Regions from separate parts of the Hordeum vulgare genome. Here region 2 is linked to region 1. The links are chromatin contacts, called in public Hi-C maps. All regions are on one chromosome and are shown on one strand. The core of a region is the stretch at or near the end of the contact, and the rest is flanking DNA. Distances in the headings are between cores, read along the strand shown.

Region 1 (5,961 bases), core at 1,252-3,751:
TATCATATACTATTATCATACATATGATACTAGTGTATGATACCACAACCGTAGTGTATAGTATCATAATTTGGTATCATAGAATAATTCATTTATTGTCATGCATAACATATATTAGCACACCGTTTAATATGATATGGTATCATGATATGATACTCAACCATCTCTTTCTTCATTTAATTCTATGTCACCTCATCAAAATTACTTAGTTCGCATGCATTCGATCGAAGTACGGAGGTCAGAATAAATAGAATAATGATCAACGGAAAAAAAAATCCTTTAGCTGGATAAGGGGCGGATGTAGCCAAGTGGATCAAGGCAGTGGATTGTGAATCCACCTAATTATGATATTACCAGTACGAACAGCCTTAGACCTTGTTTGATACTAGTCTATTTTAGGAAATTAATGGAGACTATCCCGATCAAACCCTTAAATCCCCACATATTTCATAAACATTTGGTTCTAGTGTATTTGACATGTTTCATTCCCACATTTCCTCACAAATCTTAAATTTTAGTGCGTTTTTCTCAATACCGAATACACTACCCCTACCTAGTGGATTGAGGATAAATGAGGATTTGAAGGGGTTGGGTGAAGGTTAGTGTCTCCACCAATCTTTGTCGGGATTATCCTCATCTATCTGTTCAAAAACTCTAATACCAAACAAGGCCTTAAAGATGAGATTGATGGAATCTTGAGAATTCCGATAAGGATTGATATGTAAATAGAACCGGCGCAGGCGTTCCATATAAAAAAGTAATAGCCTCGTTTATCATGCTTGTATCGTGTGGATCATCTAAAACGAAAGGAATGCCTAAGTTTTCCATAACAAGAATGGATACCATCGATAACATAGCTAATGAAGCCGACCTTCGGTCATGGTCGGTGTAAAAAAAGAAAACTAGGATGTACTTTTTTTGTTACATTTTTTTTTCTTAAATTTATCTAAATACGGATGTATCTTCTTTTTTTTTTAGAAAAGGAGGATGACCCCCGGCCTCTGCATCAGGGAGATGCATGCGGCCATTTTATTGATTATTCTCGAGGACGTTATAAAGTATTACAACAATATGTCTGAATCCGTCATCTTCGCAACATCTGTCGCTACTCCTATCCATATGATGAAGGGGTGCTAGCTGGGCCACATACCCAGATCACTTACCTAAGCCTAACATCAAAAGTCGGAAGCCCCAACAGATCCGGTCAAGCCATCTGTCACATACCGGGTCTAGGACACAAAACCGATCTGACGCACTCGTGTGCTATCGCCGCCATCTTCCACCGGTCCGTCTTCAGATATATATCTAAATAAATTTAAGATGAAAATTTTGGAACGAATCGGAGTATTATTTTGTGAATGTAAATGTGACATGTGTAACAAAGTCTCTTTTCTACTTTTTTTGCAGGGTTTCTCTACAAATTTAATAAGGCAAATCTTTTGCCACTGCTCTGAAAAAAGAAAGATCACCAAGATACAACTAGGATAAGACTCAAACCTAACCGTCTGGATTTTCACCCAGGTGAGTTCTCGAAAGGTGTCGATCAATGCTACCCTACATATCTAGTAGCATCTCTGTTCGTATTCCTCATATTCACTGTAACCTTTTTGTTTAGATAAAACATCCCATCTATTTGTCTTTAAATATGGTAGTACAACGAACATAGGAAATATTAAAAACTATATTAATATTTATAGACCATTTAGCGGTGACTATGGACACTAAAACGAGTCCAAGGCGCGTCTTGTCATCATCCCTCACTCATTGAAGCTGGACAAAACTTGTTATCGTAGACAGTCGAAAAGTCATCGTGCTAAAACTTTATAGGACCAACGCATCAGAACATCAATCGCTGAACATCAATCGCTGAACATCAATCGCTGTTGATGAAAAGTAATGTAGATCGAAAGAATCTAACCTAAAGATACATGAACGTAGACAAACGACGAACATGTTCGAACAAATTCATCAAAAACAGATCTGCCGGATATACACCTTCACACGTGCATCGACGATGCTAGATGCACTATTGAAACAGGGGCTAGGCAGAATTTTTTTTTTATTTTATCTTCAAGAAGCCGCCGCCGTCTCGCCTTATTCAGGAGAACATAAACCCTAACAAAACTCAAAAACGTATCTAAACACGGAGCCTTTCCACTGGCAAGGATCGGGTTCAACCGTGCCTTTATGGCCCTAAGGCCATCGAAGACGAGGCGGACCGGCACCGACGCCGGCGAAGAAATCCTAATCTTTTGGCGGAGGGGACGGCTGCGTAAGAGACTCCATTTTCACTGTAACTTGAACCAGGCAAGAAAGTAGCAAATGACAAGACAAAGTGCCTTTCAAGAACCACGTTTGTGTACATGTGACCTGAAATATAGGGTAGGCCAGATGGAATCTGGAAATATAGTGTGGGGAGAGACAAGAGAAGTTATGGTGGTTGTGTCTCATGTGCTGATTGCTGCCCGCCCATCCTCAGGCGTGCATCGATCAGGAATCTCTCCCGTGCCAACTCCAGGATAACACGAGTCATTGCATCTGTTTCCAATCACACCGACTGAAAGTTGAGATGAGATCGCTTCAGGAAAATGAATGAGAACAACAGGCAAAGACAACTCAAACAAGGCCAATATCTTTTAGCCTTTCAGACGCGGCGCTTGCCTGACAGCCGAGTTGAGGGGTGAAATAGTACACGAGCCATGCTAACAACAGCCAGGAAACACCGCACCTCCTTCACCTGCTTGTCTGCTGAGCTCAGAGGATTTAGCAGGTCAGCTTTGGCCGCCAATTTTCCGGTTTCGAAACATCACTTTCAGAGAGCCGTGCATGGAAATTATGGATCTGATATGACTGTTTCTCAACTCCGTGTTGATAGCGTGTCTGGTGAGCTTAATAATTCATGGCATAAAAGGGAAACGGTGAGATCATTAGGAGGGTGTAGGGTATTTTGTAATCAGACAGCCGCCCCTGAACCAAGAAGGAAAGAAGCGCAGGCATTTTCGACAACATGCCAAGACCACAGTTTCCAACTAAAAATAGTCACATGATTGCTGGCGTACTACTTAATTAGATGGTGTGCTCTACTTATGATGGGAACATTGCACTGGTATAGATTGGAGTATCCACCTCGTCTCGTATAAACAAATTTCTAAAGGAATGGGCCTTGAATTTTGAGAACTGATGAGACAAAGACAGATGCCTTTTCTTTCTTCATTATCATGGCACTCTGATTAAAATAGCACCAATGATTAAGAGTTGCTGTTATATTCTGAAAAAGTCAAATGATTCAAGGTCAGAGCCTCAAACAAAAGTTTCAAGTCAACTCTAAGGAGCATCATTTGCTCCCTAGAGAAACCTATTAAACAAAGCACTATTAAGATTCGCAATATTGCATCGCCCATCCGTACAATTACAATCCGTTCTATGCACGGATGGAATTGAGATTATTTCATAATCAGCTGGATAATCAGGTTCTTCTGCAATCACTACACCCGTACTATGTGAAAAATAATGGTTTACAATCTTCTGTAATATTTTTGATAAAGACGATGTTCTGTAATGAGCAGAAACAGATCAAGAAATACTTACTGTACATGGATCTCATGTGTAAAAAAGGTGGTAATATATATCCTTTCCCTACTTGTGTGACTTTTGAAGTATATTGGAGAATGCGGTATCTCCAATAAATCGTACTGTAATATCTCGCTTTGAGATTTTTAATTCCCCATCAAGTTTTTTTTGGATAAAAGAATTGATTTTGATACTAGCATTGGTCATAAGTAGATGGGTCCTGAAAATTGCCACAATAAGATAGTGAAAATACCACAAATGCACATGAATCACTGATTTGTGTCCATAATTAATTGTATAAAAACAAGAGGCCTCTAAAACAAAGCTTCAATCATTCAACCTTCAAAAATAATAATACGCGAGGCTAACCACAATCAAAGCGTTGATTGCCTGCCCCAGATGGGCACTACTACTGAATCTGGGTTGAAGCTTCTAAGAAGAAGCAAACACACTAAAACTGCAACAGTTATACATTATTTTGTCTAACGTTTTAGGAAGCCAGGACCAGGAGACAGATCTCAAACTTTAATAACTTTGCATGTATAGGTGCGGTGCAGTACCATATACACTAGTTAGGAAGGAGCTGAATCAATTTTTTAGCAAGACAAAATGAATGAATGACGCACTGGCTAGACTGGCTTAGGCACCTACTTGGTGCTAACAAAGGTGTCTTCTTCTGGATGAAAGAGATAGGTCTCGTGACAACATGAGGTGCCTGGCTCTTCTCGTGAACATACTGTAGTTTTTGGTTTCTCGTGACAACATAAAGTGTCGGTTTTCTCAGCAACTTTTTTTACAGCGAGATTGACGAAATGCAATGCCAACCTGTCCAAGGCCATGATGCCTCATGTTCAAACATCAACGCGTAGTTAACGTATGCTTTTATATTAACGTATGCTATACAACCTAGACGTGGCTTGTTTCACTGGTCCATGACAATGTTCTGGAAGCTTCATCACATTACATATCTGCACCCTCATAATTGTTTCTTTATTTGGGTGACAGAAACTAATTATCCAGCTTTAGTACACCTAAGGCTGGTCATAGTGGGAGTAACTTAGATAGCATCATGTACTTGGGACTAGCAAACATGCTGATGTGACAGACAATCAAAGAAGAGAGAGAGGATGTTATAGTAATATAGATAGATACCGTAACATGTTAAATGCTATGCTACTATGTATCATGCATGTTAATAAATAAGGTCATCTATGATACTAGTTTATGATACAGTGCATTAGAACATGGTTAATAGTATAGCCAACTGCTGGCTATAAGCCATCTTATAACCCATCTTATAGCTAGCTTCTACAATAGTTAGCTATAAAAGAGTACTACTTTTATCATATATGACCCACCTTTTATTTTCACAAAACACCTGGGAGCACGTGCTAGAGCTAGCTCTTCACGAAGAGTCCGCTTCCCTTCTCTCTCCTCTTCTCTCTTATTCAACTCAGCAAAAATATAGTATTCTAATCCTTACAGCCTGCTGACTGTACCTTATTGTACTTGCTCTTATGAAGGTAGTATCATACAATAGTATCATATGCATAATACTACTATATGATACTCCCCACTATGGCCAGCCTAATGGACGCTATGTGTCTTTAATTATAAGTAGGCATTGTCTCTAGAAAAAAAAGGCATTGTCTCTAGAAAAATAACTGTATTTTTTACCTCTCCTATCAATGCAATGATACATAATTTTTACGTATTCGCAAAAAAAGGCATTGTCTCTAGAAAAATAAACTCATGAACTTTATAAATTGCCTGCAAGTCGTAAGTATTGCAGGTAGTAGTAGATGGGGACAGTTAGCGTTATGAAACTGCTTGCAAGTCGCAAGTATGGGAGCGAGTTTCATTTTATTAACCTCCACCGTAATGTCCACCACTTATGGTGTATGTTGTTCGGCAACTTTGTCCGCGAGTCCGGTCCGAGGTTGCGGAGCGAGAATGAGCACCGTAGATGAAGTAGTTGAACACGCAAAAATAGATGAACACAGGAAAGTAGAAAGAAGACTATCTTTATTAATGACTAGTGGTTGGGGTCCGCCGTTGCGGGACGCTTGAGAGGAAGTTGTACGCATCATACCTTCGTTTCGAAATTTCAAAAAATATTATATCATGTGAACTTACATCCATCTCAGAAATAAAAAAAAAACCTAAAAAACTTTTCTTGAAAAAAAAGAAAAGAGTCTCACTTTCATTTTGAAAGAAACTAAAAAAATCAAAAACTTTCTCATTGCGTCCAACCATCATGCGCCACGTGGCGTAGCTGGTTGGTCACCATTCTAGCGCTCCTTAATGGATTTAATTAATTGATATATGTTACAATGATTGCTCATCATCTCTTTATATAGGGGTATGGGGTCAACAGATAAGTACCCACTT
Region 2 (5,961 bases), core at 2,462-4,961, 360 kb before region 1:
ACGCCCACCTCTGGTGAACAGGAGCCCGTAGAGTTGAACAAACGGGAGGTTTGCGGGGTTGTGCCGCCGGAATCCATGCACGTGTGGTGTGGTGGACATGCGTAGCGACAACAACAACGATGAGTCGGTGCTGGCTGCGGCCACAATGACAGCAATGTGTCGGTGTTGGCCTGGATTTAACCGTAGAATCAGCAGGGTCTGCCTCGTGGCCTCGCGGACGAGCCGACTGGTCGTCGCGGCTTCGGCCTCTTGATTTGTGACGACAAGGGTGGCTGCGGCCGCGGCCTTGTTCATGGCTTCTTGCTCATGCCGGCGGTTCTTCCTCCTCCATCATTGGACGGCGTGCTACTCAGGCATCAGAACCTTCTTATCCTTGGTCGGTGTTGGTCCTTTGCACGCGCTGGGGGGATTGACTGTTGTGGCAAAGACGGAATCAACAAAGGCAAGGGAGGCAACGCCGACGGCGACGTAGAGAGTTGGCACATCGTCATCCATGACGCACACACGAGTGGATATTAGATTTTTGAAAAAATGGAAGGAAATGATGGCGCCGTGCCACCGACGAGCGGGCCAACGGAAGGAAAAGGCGGGCATCGCGCGTCGGTCCCGTATCCGTGCCAATGCAAATCCGATCCAAATTTAAGCTTGAAATAAATCATAATCGGATTAAAACGAACACACATCTCTTTGAATCTATGCATTGGTTTGAGATTTATGTCCGTAAGAGCAACTCCAACGGGGCGACCATTTCGTTCACCGCCGTTCGTTTGGGTCCCGCGCACAAATGTGATGGCCCAACCGCAGACCCATTGCTAAAACGCGCCTGCTTCATATCCACGCCGACCCATTTCCGACCCTAATTTGGGACATAAATGCGTCGGCGTGGACGCACGTGCACTCTCGGTGTGCGCCCCATCCACACACACGGGTCATCCAACTACCCACAGTCAACGTAATTAATGTCGACCACCCTCCACGGGCACACACGTTAGCGACCGTGGTCAACCTTTTTTAATCCGAGCGTGCGGTGTGGTTCGACCTCATGTGCTTCTAGACACCCGTCCCCATCTCGCCACCTCTCTGCTCCCTCGCCAGCGACCAAACCCTAGACAGCAACCATGACGGCTCCGTCCAAATCAAGGGCAAGACCCCGTCGTCTATCCCCGCACGCTGCCCCCGTCGACCTCGCCAGCGGGTCAGCGTTCCGATGCATCAAGCATAGTGGCACTTGGAGCACCGTATCCCGCTTCCGTACCCGAACATGACCCTCCCGCACCACTTGCATTTGGATCCACAAAGGATCCCCGTGCCGGCCGTGCCGCGGTCGGCGCGGGCTCATGCGGAGGAGGTGAGTCGCCGGCGGCAGCAACTGACGCCGGAGCAGCGACAGAATCCCATCTATGCGGTCGACTACCCCACTCAGAGGTTTGGTTCGCGCTCGAGCACGAGGAGCAGCGCCGGCGCGGCGTGCAGCCAGGCCCTCCGCCGCCCCCGCCCATCGTTCGCAATGAGGAACAGAAGGTGGAGGCCGCCTACTCGGTGGTGCTGGCAGCCGCACTCCGCAAGAGCAAGGAGGAAGAGAGACGCAAGGCCGAGGAAGAGGACATGACGTACGAGGCGCAGCTCGCGGAGGCCATCGCGCTGTCCGCCATCGTTGATTGCATCGTGCCTCCTCCGTCGAAGACGTAGCCCACGGAGCCACAACCAGAGGTCTACCAGTGGACCGACTACCTCAGTGAGTGGGTCAGCGCACCACCTATGTGGTTGGGCGCGACATTGCAGCAGGAGGCCGCCTACCTCCATCATTGGAGGGCACTGCGCGTGGCGGAGGAGCGCGCCGATGGCGCGCGACAGATGAAGCTCGAACGGGAAGTAGAGGAGGAATGGTTGGTGAGGAAGGAGCAGGAGCGCGCCCGTGCTGCGCTACCGCCCCCACCGCCGCCACCAGCACTGCGTGCCCCCGACATCAACGTTGTTTGGAACACGGCGTTCCCCTGGGCCGGTCGTGCGCCGACGCCTCACCGCCCCTGCCGCCGAAGACGAGGATGCCTAGGGTAGCGCGCAATTTTTTTAATGTTCAATTAATGCAATGGGGACGCGTGGACTCTTGCCGGCCTTCGTGACCGACTTGTTTAATTTATGTTTTTTTAAATGTTTGCAAATTTTTTAACGCGCCGTCAAAATGGGTCGAACCAACGTAGACGCATGCGTCAACCCAAATGTAAAATCAACGTTGTTGTCCGTCAGACCGATCCAAATAAATAAAAAACAAATAAAAACGCCATTTGTTCTGATCTGTCGGTTGGAGTTGCTCTAACGAGCCAAACGGACACGGACGAACGAAATAAATTAGTTGCTCTAAAGTTCACCCCATACAACCGCTGGAAATGACCGACGATAACCAAACACCGCCCTAAGAGCATCTCCAACAGTGGCCGCAAAAAACGTGCGCGCGCGGTAAACACCATTTTTAGCGCGCGCGGGACGAATTCTCGCGCTCCAGCGGACTCGGCAAAAAAGCGCGCGCGGGGGAGAAAGCGGGCGACCGTGCGCCAGATTTGGCGCGCCGCTTTCAGCGCGCTATAGAATGCCGCGCCCGCCACGCGGCTGCTCACACAGCCACGCGCCTCTCCCTCGCGCTCTCGACTCTTCCTCTGCCTCTCCCTCGCCGCTCCCTCGCCGCTCCCTCTGCCGCCGCTCCGCCATTCATCGTCGGGCTACCGCGGCGTCGGTGAACGCCCCTCCGGCACCTACTACGCCGAGATCCGGTCCGGCGACGTTCGCCTCGGCCTCGGCACGTTCGAGACCGCGCACGAGGCCGCCCGCGCGTACGACGTGGCGGCGTGGCGACTAGGGCGGCCTCGCGCGCAAATGAACTTCCACGACGTCTACACGCGCGAGCAGGCGCAGAACCTCGCCCCTCCCCCTTGTCTGATCATAGAGAAAGACCGTGCAGAGCACCGTCAGCAGCAGCGGCTCCTGCTCGTCGCCGAGGAGGACGAGCGGCGCATGGCGGAGTGGCGCCGGCGCCACCCGGAGGACGTCGCCGCCGAGAACGCCTACTGGGCGGAGAGGACGGCAAGGCGTCGCGCGGAGCCGCACGACAGGCATGTGCGCAAGTTACTCGCTGTATCGCAGTGCGGGCCCGTCGAAGCCGGTTTGGCGTCCATCTTCACCTCCGACGATGAACGTTGGGAGGACGCGTTTCTATCTACCTCCGACAGCACCCACAGTGACAACTCGGAGTAGTTTTATATCTATATATGCTAATTTTAATATCTATGTGTTGAACTAGTTTTATTATCTTTGTGCTGAACTAGTTTTATCTATATGTAATATATTATCTATATTATCTACTCCCTCATTTTGCTCCCTATATAGTCCACTAGTGAAACCTCTAAAAAGACTTATATTTAGAAACAGAGGGAGTATGTTTTATTATCTATATGTAAAATATATTATCTATATTATCTATGTATTTTTATCTATATGTATGTGTTGGAGCGCCGCACGCGCGCTAAATTAATAGCATCTGCTGAACGACGTCTAAAAAAGCTAACCGCGTGTTGTATATAAGTTTTTTGACGTCGGTCCAAGCGCGTTGTTGAAGATGGTCTACTTTTCTCGCTTGTTGTTTTCCTGGGTGGGCCAGTCAGTCAATGTTGCACGTGTTGTACATGCACGCACCACTGTAGCATGTAAAGTGTCTTGACGTTACAGCAGCAGTTTCTCTACACAGCCACAAAGCGACGTTGGCCTCACAGTGATGAGTGCACGTGGACCACCGCCGATTTTCTTTTTGCGTCGTCACAAGGCACTGTTGCCCGAGCTATCTCTGGCGGTAAAATTTACCTTTTTCGTAACTTTAACCGGATCTGACTTGGGCTAGGATTTTCTTTTGGTCTGATCATTTTATTAACGTAGGATATAATAACCAACCGCCAAAATTCCTAGCAGTAGGATTTGAACGTTTACCGTAAAAAGATTTCTTAGTTATAGATTTAGTACGCGCGAGTGCCTACTGTCAAATCTGTTGACGTGAGTGCCTACTGTCAAATCTGTTGGCGGTAGGGTCACGTGCGCTACCTGCCGGCCTCTTCGATGATAGGCCATTTTTCTGCTGTCAAAAGCCTTGACGCTAGGTTGTTATATCTTACCGTGAAGGGCTTCGACGATAGCAAAAGGATCAGCTTCGATTTTCTTAAACCAAAGTCAAATTTAATTAAACTTATGAAAAAAGGTCAAATTTGTCATCTCTCGTCTTTCAGGAAGCTACTCTGGTCACATCAACCACTCGGTTGTCCGCTCTGCCTACGTACGAGCAAATATGTGCAGTATCTCAATTACTATTTGATTTGATACATTAGGGTACGGACCATGCATAGTCGCACGATAATGTTTCATATGTCATGTAGAATTGAATGTAGGTTTGAATCATGTAGCGGATCCTAAACAGGAAACGGATGTTTGTAAAGAAAAATAATATAATTTAGAAGAGAAAATAAAGATACATGCATACCATTTTTGTATCATGTCCACTAATAATAAGTTGTACTACCTCTGTACCATAATAATACATGACGTTTTAGCAGCTCAAATGAACTGCTAAAACGTCATATATCATGATACGGAGGGAGTATTAAAGAGAAAAAATTAAACTATTTTTTATCATAAAACATCTGTATTTATATGTTATCATTATACATGTATGTACTGAAACGTGATGGCACTGTCTGTATGCGTGCGTTGGGTCCTTCTTCGAAAAAGGCAGTGACATCAACCGAGTGTTATCCCGTAAAACAAAAGAAAAACATCAACCGAGCGTTGTCAATGCCTCATACCTTCGAGCGGTCTGGAGTCACTGGTGACATTTCCTCACAAAGTTTAATTCATCTCGTACGAGCTCTCGCACATGATATGATCTCTGAACTATGAGTACTATTGTAAACTACTTCCTTTCTATCTTTTGTTTTTAACAAACTTCCTTCGTATCAAAATATAAGGTGTTTTTAGACTAGTTTATCCTAAAAAATGTCTTATATTTTGATACAGTAGTAGTAGTATGGTGCTCATCATACTCGCTTGTCATATCATTTCCCATTGCATATTATAGAGGGCACATTGTTCCCTGTACGTGCTTTTTCTTTTGGTTTTTGATTTTTTTTTCATATCTTTTGAACAAAAAAATTAAATTAAGTTTTTTTATCATATTCATGTTTTTTATGATGAGGGTTTCAAATAAGATTCATTTTAAATACATTTTGAGTAGTTTTGATTAATTTCTTTAGGTTTCAACCATTGAAAGGAGGAGGTCCTCCTCAATGGTTGAAACTTAATGAAAAATGTGAATGGTTACACAAAAGTTCATTAAGTTTCTACCGAGTTTGTTGCGGGAAGGATGTAAAGGAGGAAGTCCCCCACGTGGTCGCGAAGGCTTGTTCCTGCACTACCTCGACCGCAGCGATAGTGGTTCCTCGTAACGGAGCATCATGACGACAAAAGAGAGGCCAGTTAGGGATGCAATGCAGAGGGAGTGGCGTAATGCGGTGCGTTGGGAGGCGTTTGTGAAGTCTCATGTCGCGCCAGCCTGGGTCCATGTGGACCTCGGCCTCGCACGGGCCTGCCCCTCACTATTAGGAAAAACCTTATACATGGAGACTTATGAGTAGCATACTTTTGCTCAGGGTGCTACTGCTACTTAGTGGTAGCGCGATGTAAGAAGAGGCGCTACATGTAGTTATGTACTAGAAGCGCGTGTATGCGAGACGTCGCTAATGCTAAGGGGTCACATTGTCACACACCGGGGCTGCCCCTAGCAGTAGCGCTGGGCCATAGCCACGCGCTACTACTATAGTGCTTAGCGGTAGCGCAGTGTCACAACCCCCGCTACTACTAGTGTCACCTTATCTACACTACCCCCAGCGCGCCCGTTCCTGTCTCTCTCACTCCCCCTTCTCACAC

The links. Hi-C and Micro-C count contacts between places; a contact is called where the count stands out from the background.
Region 2: a contact with region 1 is called in a Hi-C map of leaf, with 4 times the contacts expected there. The contact joins two enhancer-like sites. A contact is called at or near these places in 2 of 6 Hi-C or Micro-C datasets (leaf and seedling).

Annotation. Positions count from the first base shown.
Region 1 is chr2H:449,316,976-449,322,936 of MorexV3_pseudomolecules_assembly, reverse strand. No RefSeq gene overlaps it. Among protein-coding and RNA genes, the nearest start is that of LOC123426595, 170 kb to the right of the region's middle. Within about 2 kb of position 2,501, at least 2 of the 3 cell types and tissues checked have open chromatin away from gene starts, as enhancers often do. A contact at or near this core is called in leaf, where this site is marked.
Region 2 is chr2H:449,676,796-449,682,756 of MorexV3_pseudomolecules_assembly, reverse strand. No RefSeq gene overlaps it. Among protein-coding and RNA genes, the nearest start is that of LOC123426596, 130 kb to the left of the region's middle. Within about 2 kb of position 3,711, at least 3 of the 3 cell types and tissues checked have open chromatin away from gene starts, as enhancers often do. A contact at or near this core is called in leaf, where this site is marked.